Regions from separate parts of the Anser cygnoides genome. Here region 2 is linked to region 1. A link is a contact called in public Hi-C data. All regions are on one chromosome and are shown on one strand. Each heading gives the region's core, a stretch centred on a gene start, on an enhancer-like site or on the middle of the called end of the contact. The rest is flanking DNA. Distances are from core to core; before and after follow the strand shown.

Region 1 (6,645 bases), core at 2,748-5,247:
TATTAGCCCACTGCTGATTTTCATCAGCAGCCTGCCCCTCTGCACCCTTCTATTTTCTTCCTTCTGGTGTTCTTTCAATAGATTGTGTGTTATCAAAGATATTTCATCGACTGCTTCAGCAGGACTTTCAGTTTGGTTGGGTGGCCGTGGTTTCTTTCCCTTGAATAGATTCTTGCTATCTAGCATACTTCCTAAAACTTTTTCTTAGGTTGCTTTCAAGCAGTGTGCTGAACTGCTTCTGATTTCCAGATGTCGTGGATGTTACTTCTGTATTTAGGCAAGAAGAATTTTCTTTTGTGTGTTTCATGTTCTTCAACTGGCTGCCGAAGGGTGGTGGTTTCACACTGATGGGCAGCAGAGCCCCACTACAGCCCCTCTCTCATTCCCCCTCAAAAGAAGAGGGAGAGAAAATATGTTGGAAAAGGGCTCAAGGGCTGAGATAAGGACACCTTGCCAATTACTGTCATGGGCAAGACAGACTCAGTGTAAAGGAGATTCATATAGGGACCCCACTGGCAGACTGGCGCAGTGAGAACTTAAAACAAAACCAAAACCACCTGCCCCCCATCCACCCTATTCTACCTCCTCCCCCTGAGCCCTGCTGGGGAATGGGGAATGGGGGCTGTGGTCAGTCCCTGACGCTTCGTCTCCACCGCTCCCTCACGGTCCCTCTCTGCCCCTGCTCCCCATGGGGTCCCTCCCACGGGATGCCGTCCTTCCCGAACTGAGCCTGGGGGGGCTGCCCACAGGCCGCAGCTCTTCCAGAACTGCTCCCACACGGCTCCGTACCACGGGGTCCATGCCCCAGGAGCAAACTGCTCCAGCACGGGTCCCCCACGGGCGGCAGCTCCCCCCAGACCCCTGCTCCTGCGTGGGCTCCTCTCCACGGGCGGCAGCTCCGGCCCGGGGCCTGCTCCTGCGGGGGCTCTCCATGGGCCGCAGCCTCCTCCAGGCCACATCCACCTGCTCCACCGGGGGCTCCTCCACGGGCTGCAGCGTGGAGATCTGCTCCGTGTGGGACCCGTGGGCTGCAGGGGGACAGCCTGCTCCACCAGGGGCCTCTCCACGGGCCGCAGGGGAACTTGTGCTGCGTGCCTGGAGCACCTCCTGCCCTCCTGCTGCACTCACCTTGGGGGCTGCAGGGCTGCTTCTCTCTCAGCTCTCACCCCTCTCTCCCAGCTGCTGTAGCACAGCAGGTTTTTTTCCCCCTTTCTTAAATGGGCTCTCACACAGGTGCAACCGTCGCTCATGGCTCTGCTCTTGCTAGCAGAGCTGGCCTTTATCTGACGTGGGCAGCTTCTGGATTCTTCTCACAGAGGCCACCCCTGCAGCCCCCCACTACCAAAACCTCTCCACATAAACCCAATACAAGTGTGAAGCGCTATGCTTTAGTTCCCAATTTGAAATACTGACATATACTGAGGTTTCCATTATTTATAAATGTCAGTGGTTCCTGGGAGCATTTGGAGTTTACTTAAAATCTATGGCTCCTGCCGGTTGGCTCATTGCTTCTCTCAGTGATGGATCACTGATTTTCTTTCACTGTTGAAAATCACCATTGTGACATATCACAAACCCTTCTTACAAAGATATCCAAGATCGCCTTCTTTGTACCCACCTAACTTACATAAGACAAATTCTTATCTGAAAAAAATAGTTATATTTTATCTCATCCTCTGTATTCTCTTCAAAACCCCTAGCGACTGTCAAGTCACCCTTTGCTTTTTAAATGATTTAAGAGCCATCTTCATTCTTTAAGTTGACATAATCTGTCTAGAAAACTGAATTTAGGTCTACCACATGCTCCAAGTAAAGGGCATTCCATCCCTCTCCGCTGGCGCCCCTCCTGACCTATATTCCTTGATATGTTTCTAGAATTTATATGAATTATTTATATGGCATGATAGATTTACTTCATTCTTTGCTGAAAGAGATAATAAATCCTCACTTTAGGGATTTCTAAATCTTGTTAAAATATACCAAATTGGGAGGCAGCTGCTAACAGCTACGGTTATTTGAGATGAGAGGCACGGAGGGTTGTCTAGCTTTTCTCTTACTGTAGCATCTAAGAAAAAACATTTAAGTACAGGATGCCTCAGTTAAATGGGGACAATAACACCATAATTTCATGGCATTCTTTTTTCTCTTAAATGGCAGGTAGGAAAATAGAGATTTTAGGACTGAGATGGGGAAGACGAGAAAGGCCAAGATCTTTCCTGTGCTAAAGAATAGGTGAAGATATTTCAGTGAATAATTGATGACACGTTGTATTTGTTTTATTTTATCTCCATACAGAAATGCCCTCTGGATGGTGAGGCTAAGTTTTAACCTTCTCCCTGAAGGTCACCTTACATATTTTATTCTCTTCACCTCATCAGTTCCAGTATGGAATGACCTTTCCTTTCAATCCAGCCATCTGTGTGCTTCAGCTTTTATTTCTTTCATTGATCATATGAGATGCGAGAGTACAAACAGCACTGACACGCGGCTGGCCTTGCTATCCGATTAGGGTGAATAGATTAAGATGACATTTAAATAGTAAATAGATCTTTTTTAAAATTCATGAATACAGGAATTATTAAAAGGAGTGTAGTGAACCAGGAATGTTTTCTGCTCACAAAGTAAAGCACGGAAAATCGGGGTGGTAGGATATTTAAGGAATATGTGGGTAAAATGTACTTCCAAAGCACAGCTCAATTTTAAGGCTTCCAGTTGTGAGCTTTGCACAATTGCTGTAATTACCAGTCTGCTGCAGGTATCGCTTCTGTTTTGTTGGGCTGCAGCCATTTATTCCCACCTATCTGTTTGCTGAATGCTGCCGGGGATCCCAAGGCTGCCCAGGAGATAAGAAGTGAAAAAAAAACGTAGGCTCAAGGAGAGTAAGTGCAATGGAAATAATGGAGAAGTGGTGAGAAGGTAAGAGCAAAGCTGACCCCTTAGGACATCTGACTTCTTGGCAGAACAGAACCAAAGATATCAGGGCACCATTCATTTCTTAGAACAGAAGTTAAAGACAGTAATGTGGATTTTGGGGGTTCCATCTCTTCAGATACGTGGTACTGGGGACACTGTCACACCTAATCACACTTAATGCCTCCCATTTTCTCTTTGGTGCCCAATTTAGACAGACAGGTAAAGAGAGTCCTTGATAACATTACTTTCCTCTTACTCAAATTGTTTTGAGATTTATGGATGACAAGCACACTACTGGAAATAGGTGAAACTGCTGCTTAAACAGCCATGATGTCAACTAGCAGGTCAGACCGTGTCCGTGTTACATGAACCTCAGAAAGCGTGTCTGTAAATTCGAGCAGGGAGCACTGGTCGGCACTACGGACATTTCAGGAGTTCTGCTTCATCCTGGTTTTAGTCTGGTTCTGTGAACAAAACCCAGAGGGAGCATGTCTGAGGCTTAGCTTCAGCTGGAAGGAGTTGAATTCATGCACTGCTCCATCACGTGGATTAAGGGATGGCGAGTGGGATGAAGCAGGAGATTTGCTTCAGAAGCACTTGTGAGCCAAAATATTGGTATGGACAGTGCCCAGGAGGTGGCTGTGGTAAGTGCATGACTGCCAAACAGCTCCGTGTCGCAGCTGTCTACACTTCCAATACACGTTCACTCTTGTCCACTAATACCGTCATTCCTCACCATCGTATATTTCTAAGTCTGGGAGAGGCAGAAACCTGCATCTTCACACCCTGTGCCTCGTAAGGTGAAGAAGCATTGCTGTCGTGCTTCTGAAAGCCATGTGGTGCAGCAGAGCTCTCCTAGGCAGCTCGCGTGGCTGCCTGACCAGGCAGCTTCCCCGGTGCTAATCCTAGAAAACGAGCCAAGTAGGATTAACGAGATAGTGAAAACCTTTCATCCGGCCATTGCATTTTTGAGTTTGATTCAAATACGAGGCCAGATAATGAAGTAAGCAGGAAATACCTGAGCACAGTGTCACCCGCTAGGAGTTCCCCGCTCAGTGAGACGCTGCCGGACCTGGGAGGGGAGCGAGGGGTTTGACTCCCACTGGAGCTGGGAGAGGACCCTGGCAGCCTCTGCCCTGCTGGAGCCTGCCCAGCACCTGGGAAAATGGTAAATCTGAGGTTCATTCACTTCTTTGTGCGATGTTATTAAAGACTTAGCTTGACGGAGAAGGGAAGTGCGAGCAGAGATCTTCCCTTGAGAGTGATGGACCCACACTAGGCTTCTGTCTTCATCTCATTGTACCAGAAGCCTTAAAAATCTGCTGTCAGGAGAATTGGGTGCTGCTGTGATGTTTCTGTCCCCTGCAAGCCTTTACACCAGACAAGAGGAGCGGTATTTCTGTAGAAGGCTGCTGACCTCCAGTGGACAAAAGGGGCAAGCCTCGGAGTTTATTCTAATTAAGATTCAGCTGTATGAGACCCCAGCCAAGAGATGAAGATACGGAGATTCACGCTGTTCACTGTTCCCCAAACTCTTAATGCCTGTATTTAATTCTACTACACAGCCACAGAGTAAATATTCCTGTGTAAATTGGTAAGGTTTCAGGGTCTTTAAAACTGCTGATTGTCTCACTAAAATGTTTCTGACTTCTTTCCCCGGAGGCACCCGACTGACCCACGTTCTGCAACAAGAGAAACAGCTCCTGGGACGTGGTCTGCTCTACTAGCAGGGTGGCTCTAAGAGGGTAAAGACCCCGGGAATGGCCCTCTGCAGATGATTTTAACTGGTCCTGTGTCAGTAACCGAGTGGTACCAATGGGCACGCCGTGAAGAGCACGCCTCCAAAAAGCTGGGAGAGGTGTTGACTGCAGCAGCTTTGTGCTGGTGAGTGCTTTCAGCTTCGTTCAGATGTGTGCTCGAGCCCTAGAGAAGCTGAGCATCTATGTTCAGTCTATAAAGTAATAAAAGTCACCAGACTAATTAGTTGTGCAGACTGCATTTGTGCAGCAGGTTTCATCATCAGACCTTTGATGGCCATAGCGGAGCCTAAAATGCCCAACCCAGATGACCTCGGTGGTCCCTCTGCAGCCTGGCTTGGGAGAAGTGCCGTGGATTTTGCCATGCTCAGAGACCTCCTAATGCCAGCTGTGGGTCCTGTCACTGTCTCCACCACCATTACGAGGAGGAGAAAGCAAATGTCTCCTGGTCTCCAAGGGAAGAGCCTGTAGGGAACACCCTCACCGAGTGCTGTCAGAGCTGTTCGCAGCGCCCGTGTTCCTGACTGCACGCTGTTAGGGGAGAAGCCAGCTGGGATTTTGGATTTGCTTTGTGTGAAGGATCCTAGCACATTTATATTGCTGCTTCTCTTTCTCTCGCTATCCTGGAACTTCTCCAAATGCTGGAAGGATGTGAATAGTTGGTAGATGGAAGATGTTGGCACCTTCTGCTGTCCCCCTCCAGTGAAAAATGGCAATCACTCTTCCCCTAAAATAACGAAGGTGACTGATGCTTTTTGCAGCACCACTAAGTACACCACTCATTCTTTCATAAAAGAAAAAATATATATATAAAATTCACCCAAAATTTTCCTCAGGAAACCTGATGATATATCCAAAACCACAGGTGTTAATGCTCAAAGGTCGAACCAGATTTCATTAGGTGTGTTATTGTCTGGAAGCTATCAGCTGTCAGCCTGCTGGTGTAAGAATAGATCAGTGCTTGAATGACAACTAATCTATAATGTGAAATATGTTATAGAATCTTTAATTTACATAGAGATGAAGCCTGCTTACAGGGAATGAAAATCAATAGTGGCTTTTATATCATCCTCTGGGCAGAATATTAAATCTGAAACTCTGTAATGTCTAAACTGCATCAAGAGATTACAAGCCAATAGTGCTAATAACATAAAAAGGATCAGTTTTGCCTTTCTTAATAAACTTGATAGGTCTGCAGTTTCCAGATGGGGTTTTTGTTCTTTCAGAACAATAAAAGGGTTGCAGACATTTCCATTTTATTAGCATTTGAGGTTATGGCCAGAATCTTGCGATGCCAAGAGCCATATAACCACAGAAAAAAAAAAGATGAACCCTGCAGTCTAGCCTGAATTTGAGGGATAATTGGCAGGCAGCTATGTTACCTGAACAGGAGGCCGGGCAATTTCATATTTAAAAGCCCACCCATGAGCAGAGAGATTTGCCATATTAATTGTATGCTGCAAGGACACAAGGCAGGGAGTGGACTCAGATTGAAACAAGTCATCTCAGCAAGCTCCGTGCTGTCAGTGCACGCGTACAGCATGCGGCGTGTCTCCCCGTACAGCCTCCTTCTGGTCTGGATCTGTCCAGGGAGTAACCACAGCACCAGCCAGCACCGTGTCTGGGAAAGGAATTGCTCTGTCTTGGTTGCGTTGTTCATTCCTCCGGGCTGGCGAGAGCCCCATAGCAACCTGCTTCCCCAGTTCTGTTCTCCAGGCTCTATTTCTCTACAATCTGCTTTGATCTTGAATAGAAGGGAAAGGTGACAACGAAAGAAAACATTTCCATCAGAACAATGTCTCTTTCCAAGAGCTTGTCACAACACGAAACACGATTAAAATTGACTGAACACCCACAGGAGGTACATAAAACTGCGTGCTGTGCAGTTTGTGGTGAGGCACGGGAGCAGCACGCGGTGAACGTGGCACGCCAGCACATTGGCTGGGTCCCTGCACCCTGTTCTGCAAGTCTCAGC
Region 2 (7,002 bases), core at 1,742-4,241, 200 kb before region 1:
AGTAGAACAATATCAATACTGAAAATTATTGGTAAGCTGGAGGGAACTCAGCAGCGAGCACCAAGACGGTCACGGGCTGGAGCACGTCCATGCGAGCGGCCGTGGGCACCAGGGCTTGTTCAGCTGGGAGAAGGGGCAGCCTGCCAGCACTGGCAAAGAAGACAGGGCCAGGCTTTTTGCCCAAGTGCACAGCGGGAGGAGAGACTGTTGCCGTAAGTTTGAAAGAAGGGATGTTTAGGGTAGGTATAAGGACAAGAATTTTCACCCTGAGGACAGTCAGGTCCAGAGAGGCTGTGGAATCTCCCTCCACAGAGGTTTTCAAGACAAAGCCCCAAGCAACCTGAATTTAATAGTAACCCTGATTTAAGAAAAATATTGAATTAGCTAACTTCCAGAGATCCCTTTCTATGATTCAGTTTGTTGAAATAATATAAAATAGTCAAATAATATTCAATATTAGGGTTTGTTTTCCTACAGTAGGCCTCTTTTCAATAACAAAAGTAATCTAGGCAGAATTTTGAAGATCTGTCAAGATTCTTTAGAACTGATTCTCTGACTTCTTCAGGAGCATAAAGCAGCCAGACAGAGAGTTACTGAAGATGGTCACGCGTCTGGCGAACTGATGTCCCACCACTTTCTAACATAACTCTCTGCTATACCGGACCTGGATCCAAAGAATGGGCAGATGGTTGTTGGTAACTTGCACTCCTGCCAGAATCTAGGACACTTTGCTAGTCAAATCAATGTTATAGTTAAGTGCAAAATGCAGAATACTTAACTTTACATACCAAACTGTTTGCAGAAGCAGCACTTTAGCTTCAAGTAAACTGCGTTCTTAAATGCTGTCAGTATTCAGCTAACAGATCTGCGCATTAGCAAGTGCAAGGTTTCCAGAAGGTGTTCACACTGTGCAAGTACGGTTGTTTTTCTTTACACACAGAAAAGGAAAAAAAAAAAAACAATGACAACAAAAAAGGAAACAACACCACCAACATTATTCTTCTGCTTTCAGCTTTCACTGATCTAAGCAGAAGAGGAAGATGTACAGCATTTATCAGGACTGGCCCTCTTTCACTCAGTACCAAGCCGGGAACACCTTAGTCACACTGCTACAGAAAATATCCCTTCAGGGAAAAAGGGATAAACTATTAGCAGGTAGCTACTCTGAAATGAAAAATTGCCCTGAAAAGCAAGATTATGCTCAAATTTGGCAAATTGGTAAATGGAGCAAGTGAACATTCTAATGGCATGGGGATGTGACTGAGTATTGTGTATTAGTCACTTAAAAATAGATGTTGAGAAAGCAAGAAAGTTAAAGATTTACTTTTATATGTTTTTTCTCTATTTGTTAACAGTGCAAAACACAGAGCAAGTAGCTTTTTGTTCGTTCCCCTAACCATAAACTTTGCTTCACAAATTCGGATTCTAGCACCTGCATCGTGGCCGTGTAAACGTGCACAGAACAAAACCAGCTCTGCTTCCAGCACTGCTGCTCCAGCTTGGGCACAGAACCCTCTTTATCCGGTGCAGTTACCTCAACACTCAGCAGCATCTGCTCATTCCTGCAGCCCAGGCAGTCCCCAGACAAACCAGGCCTTTCACTTGAAACACAATTCCCTGCATTCAGAGACGTTTATGGTGTGAATCCGCCTTGACTGCTGTCAGGACACTGCTCGCTTTGGTAACTATCTCTGCCCCTCTGCACATGATCAACACTAACACAGTACTAGGTTGTTTTGCTATGGGGAACCCTGATTTGTTTTACAGGTGTGATTTCAAAGAAAAAATGTCTAAAGCGTGTGTGCAGGAAACATTAGAAACAAAAAGACCTGGAACAGAAGGATGTTATAAAGCAAGCCATGAAGGTGGGAAGAAAAAAAGAGAAAAATGAAAGCTCCGAAGAACCAGATTCAGCAGGACATGTTAAATGTGTGTTTTCAGATTGACTTCTGAGATTGCACAAAAGGCAAGGAGACAAAATGAGAGATAAGAAATTCAATTGATGAAAAGAGCCTTTGTGGGGACCTGAAAGTGAAGAAGAGCAGATCATGGCCTGGTCGTCTCTTTCTTTGTAAGAATGGGGCCCCAAAGTAAACATTTTTTATTGAAATCATATTTGGATAGATTTTTAAAGTAAAGCACAAAAAGTTTGCAGTTTTCCATGAAGCTGAACTAAAAGTTGGTCTTGAGGTGTCAACATTGATTTCTTCTCGTTAGAAAGTTGAAGTTGTACTTCATGTTTCAAATCTCCTATGACTGGGGGACTATTCACCCGAACTGATGGAGCATTGCCAGCAATACAAGTGCAAACGGAGCGATGCAGCAGAAAATACACGTATATATTAGCTGTGGGTGGCATGTAACCCACATGGCAGGAAAAGCTGATGAAAAAAAAAAAAAAAAACATTTGCAGAAAAGGCGGCCTCTGCCCTCTTTTCTTGCTGAGCTCCCTTCATTTTCCCCCTGCGCCCCCAGGCCGGCTGAGGACTACACTTCCCAGCGCGCCCCGCGGCCCCGCCGCCGGGACTACCACTCCCGTCATGCCCCGCGCCGCGCCGCGCCCACCCCTCCCACCGCACTACACCTCCCAGCATGCCCCCGCGCCGCAAGGCATGCTGGGCCGGGCGAGGAGGCGGGGCCCCGCCCTCCACCCGCCGCCTTCCACGCGGCCGGCGAGCGGGCGAGGAGGAGGAGGAGGCGGTGGCGGCTCCGCGGCGGTTTTGCGACGTCGCTTTGCGACAGTGCCGTCAGGCGCGGCGGCCGTATTCCGCCGGGGGAGAGACCGGCTGGTGTGCCGCCGGGCGGGCGGGGGGCGGCCGCGGAGCGGGGCTGGGGAGGGAGGCGGGGGGCGGCCCGGGGCCTTCCTCCTCCTCCTCCTCCTCCTCCTCCTCCTCCTCCTCCTCCTTTCCGTCGTCTTCCTACTCCTCGTCCTCGTCCTGCTGCTGGGTGGGCGGGGGGTGCGCGGCTGCCTGCGGGGGGGGGCGGCGGCGGCGGCTGCCCGGTGTTGGGGGGGGGGGGGGGGCGCCGAAGATGGACTATGACTTCAAGGTGAAGCTGACCGGCGAGCGGGAGCGGGTGGAGGACCTCTTCGAGTACGAGGGCTGCAAGGTGGGCAGGGGCACCTACGGGCACGTCTACAAAGCCAAGCGCAAGGACGGGTGAGTGAGGAGCCGCCCCCCCCCCCTCCCCCCCAATTCCGTGCCCTCCCCTCCCGGTTTCTCTCCCCGTGGCCCCTCCGGGGTCCTTTCGGTCCCTCCCAACCCGGCTCTTCTCGTCCCGTCCCCTCCGAGTGCCGACGGCTTTTTGTGGGTCGCATCCCCGGCTCGAGAGAAGCCCTCGCCCCAAGCGGCGCTGGGCTCTGGGGGAGCAAGCAGCGCTCAAAGCGCTCGGCCGGGCTTTGTAGAGCGGGGAGCCGCTCCTTTTTTCTTTTACGGGGCTTTCCTGTCTGGGTTATCACTTGTAGGCACCATTTTAGGTGTTCTTGCAGGCTGCTGCTGGAGCTGCAGGCTGCTGCTCCTTGCAGGGCTCTCGGATGCATTCAGGGATCATTATTCGCGATGCTTTTTAGCACACACTCCAGCAAACAAATTTCCCTGTAGAAATCCTTTAAAGAAAGATAGGGCGAACTGTCAGCTGGCTCTCACTAATCCCTGACATGGCACCAGCACCAGAACAATAGGGAGTGGGAAGCAAAAGAAACCGGGGAGGCAAGGGCTTTGCTAACAGGTCCTAAATTCTCGGCTGCATCCATCCATTATTCCCATGAGCCTGGTCACAGCAGTGCTCTGTGCGTTGTCATTGAAACAACACTCATTTGAAAAGTCTGGGCGTTATTTCCACATTTGATAAATGACTGCCTGCAGCCTGCTTTAACTTTATGTTGGAAATGGGATCGGCTTCTCTGAAGCTTTCGCTTAGCAGTGCTGGAGCCGTTGTCTGCAGAAGGTTTGCAGCGGGACCGGCTGCAGCTGATCTCATCAGCCTTGCCCGCGCTGGTATTAATCGTAGCGCAGTTATTTCGGCGTGAATTTTGCCTGCTGCTATGAGTCAGCTAACCACCACTGCTCGCACGTTTTGCCTCTGGATCCTGCAGGCTGTTTGCGGGAGTCATTCCGAACTCGTCTGGTTTCTGATTTATTTCATTCGACGAAATTGTCAGTCTGCTTGGTGATGTTAGGGAGAGCGCGGTCAGAGTTGCTGGGGGTAGTGTTATTTCCAGAAATTACAGAAAATGGAATCGTGTGCTTGAAAAGGAGAATTAGTCAGAGGGGGATATGAAGCAGAATTTTCTGTTCTCCAAGTGCGTGTGATTTTTTAGGTCCTCTCTCTTCAGGAGGGTGGGGGAGTCAAGGTACGGTGTTTAATACCGGTTTAGCAGAAAACTGCTGAGCTGCAATTGTCGTCTCCTTTTTTTTTGCCTTATTGTTCCCTTAGTGCTTCCTTCCCTGTCCCTTTCCCTGGCACTTCTCATTTCCCTGCCAGATATCTGCAAACTCTTTCTCAAATACACCTTCAGACAATCCCTAAAACATTTAAGGTGTAAATATCAGCGGGTGTTTTTATAGCTTACGGTCTAGCTGCACATGGGTGATGCTAAATTGTGTGGCTGCGATTAGGCTTGAGGTAAAAGATTCCATTCTGATTCCCTTATCAAAAAGAGAGAAATTGCAAAAGCAAATAGAGACCAGCAAGTCAATTTCCTGACACCGTGATAACGTGCATCTTACAGCGGCGGGTGTGTGAAAGGTGGAGTGCAGTGCTTGTGTGGTGTTATCTGCCAGATGACGCTGTCTGAATGTCCCCCAAGTGTTTCATGCTGCTGGAGGAAAAAATAACCACCTCATTTGGTTGAGCTCGTGCAGCTCCAACTTTCTTCATGCCTTAAGCTGTTTGCTGTCTTTTGCTTGAACGTGCGTGTTTTTTTCCTATAAAGATATGCATTTGCCTTAAACTGCATTGTATAATTCTCAAATTTATTTAAAATAACGCAAGTTCAATGTCTATTAAAATGCGTCACGTGTTTTAGGGTGCTTTGAAGGAGGCGTACTGCAGGACTGCAAATGTTTTGTTGGGATTACTGAGGCTGCTCCTTCTTAAGTGATGTGCTCTACGTGCGGATGTCTCATGATTAGAACAATTACAGAGAAGAGCTGTGTTTTAATAGCACAGCTTGTGTGAATCTGTGTTCAGAAGCTCCTGGTGATGAAAACGCAGCTCACAGGTCGTAGGAGCTGGCGCCTTCAGCGCTGCAGCGTCTTCGCCGCTTGTTGATTGCCTTTGCAGCCGCCTCTGAGGTGGAGCGTGGCGGTTCAAAACTAGCTAGGAGCTACGTGTCCTAGCCCTAGGGAGGTAACTGGATGCCCTCAGAACTTCAGGGGGGGCCTTCTGGGGGGCAGGCAGGCAGCCACCTTGTCTTCAGGTGGTGAGAAGGTTTTTAAAAGGAGCAGAGAGGCCGCCTGGCCTTGGGTGACCCGACGAGGGCATAGCCTGGCTTTCAGCCCCGCTCCGGCCCGACGGCTGCTGCAGCCGCGCCGCGCCCCTTGCCACGAAGCAGGGCTTTGGGCCGGGCTGCTTGTGTTGAGAACGTCCAAAAGGGAATCGCCAGGCACGGTTCCGCGGGTGTTTCTCGGGTGTTCGGTGCCCAAACCTGAACCTGCCGGCCCTCAGGTCGGTGAGCACCAATCGAAGAGTTACAGCTCAGCACCGCGCGGTGCGCTGCCCATGGCAAAACTGCGTGTGGCTCTCCGGTTCTCACTTCAATTCCTTTTGTTGTGAAGTTTGTAGTCTCTGTGGCTGAAGAGAACCTTCCTGGCTGTGTGGTGAGCGGTGCTGCCTCTCCCATCAGCGCAGGACCTGCAGCAGGCTCCGAGCTGAGTGTGTTAGAGCAGCAGGGTACAAGAGAAGGCATCAGACTTGGGATCAAGAAGGCGATCCTCTTGTTGCTGGTGGCACTAGGACAGTTAGTTCACTTTTTATTGCCTAGAGAATTCCAGTTCCTGCGTAAAAATCTGCTTTGTGTGCCGCCTGGGCGCTCGGAAATGTTGCTCAACCCAGGTTATAAAGCTACCTGTTTGTCTTAGGCAGGAATAGAAAAATATGCCAGCATTTTTAAAGCTTGTTGGACCGTCACAGAGACGTAAAGGGGTTTGTTTCTTTAATTGACTGGATCAGACTCCTTCAGAGTTCATCAGGAATTGACTCCCAGGTATTTGCTTCGGCGCACTGAAGCGGTGGGACGCTAGAGGGCTTGCAGTGGGAGCGTGGGCTTCCTCCGTGCTCCAGCACCCGAGGCGGGCACTTTGCTGCGCTCTCAGCCTGCGCTTTCTGCGCCGGTGGTAGCGTGCTAATACCGAAGTGGTGTCTCGTTTGAGTGGGATTGATCTTGCACTGTATTTTTATTTGCTTCCCCTTCAGTTTTCAGCGCGCAGCTACAGTCTGAAGTCTGTGCCGTCACGCAGGGATGCCTGTCTCGGTGGCGATTTGAAGCATTGCCAAATATTCACTTTTCCTGTTTATCGGCTGTGGTTTGGATGAGAGTAAGAAGCTATCGAATGTCACTCTTAGGCAGTGTCTAGCTCTTTAATTACAACAGCAAGAAGATGATATAATTGAAGATCTCAAACTGGAGTGGCATCCCCCAGTGCGTTATTGGAAGCTGGTCTTCCTCTCTGGGAGAGACGCGCGTGGGTGATGCTCCGGGTGGGGAACCCACGGCAAGTGAGCTGGTGCTCTCCGGCTTCTGTTTGATGGAGGTCCCGAACAGGAGCACAGCTGGAGACTTTTAAAGCTAAATTTCATTTCAGCTCTTCTGGTTCTCTGTTGGAAGTATTGCTGTAGATGGAGGGCTCTCCCCCGTCACGGGGAAATCATCTACATCCCCCATGATGTAGGTGATCTCATTTGGGTGTACTAACACGTTGGAATTGGAACTATGAAAATACGCATACGTAGTGGGCTCTTCCGTGCACCTCTGAGACAATCACATTCTTACCCGCTTTTTTC

What was found. A called contact is a pair of places that touch in the nucleus more often than the background predicts.
Region 2: a contact with region 1 is called in a Hi-C map of liver, with 2.7 times the contacts expected there. The contact joins the promoter of CDK8 here to the enhancer-like site in region 1. A contact is called at or near these places in 3 of 7 Hi-C or Micro-C datasets (granulosa cells and liver).

The regions. Positions count from the first base shown.
Region 1 is chr1:190,867,238-190,873,882 of Taihu_goose_T2T_genome, reverse strand. No RefSeq gene overlaps it. Among named protein-coding and RNA genes, the nearest start is that of GPR12, 30 kb to the right of the region's middle. Within about 2 kb of position 3,997, at least 1 of the 3 cell types and tissues checked has open chromatin away from gene starts, as enhancers often do.
Region 2 is chr1:191,061,080-191,068,081 of Taihu_goose_T2T_genome, reverse strand. It overlaps CDK8 (cyclin dependent kinase 8), which reads left to right and starts at 2,991. Exons shown (of 12, transcript XM_066989752.1): 1 at 2,991-3,158. The coding sequence starts at 3,031.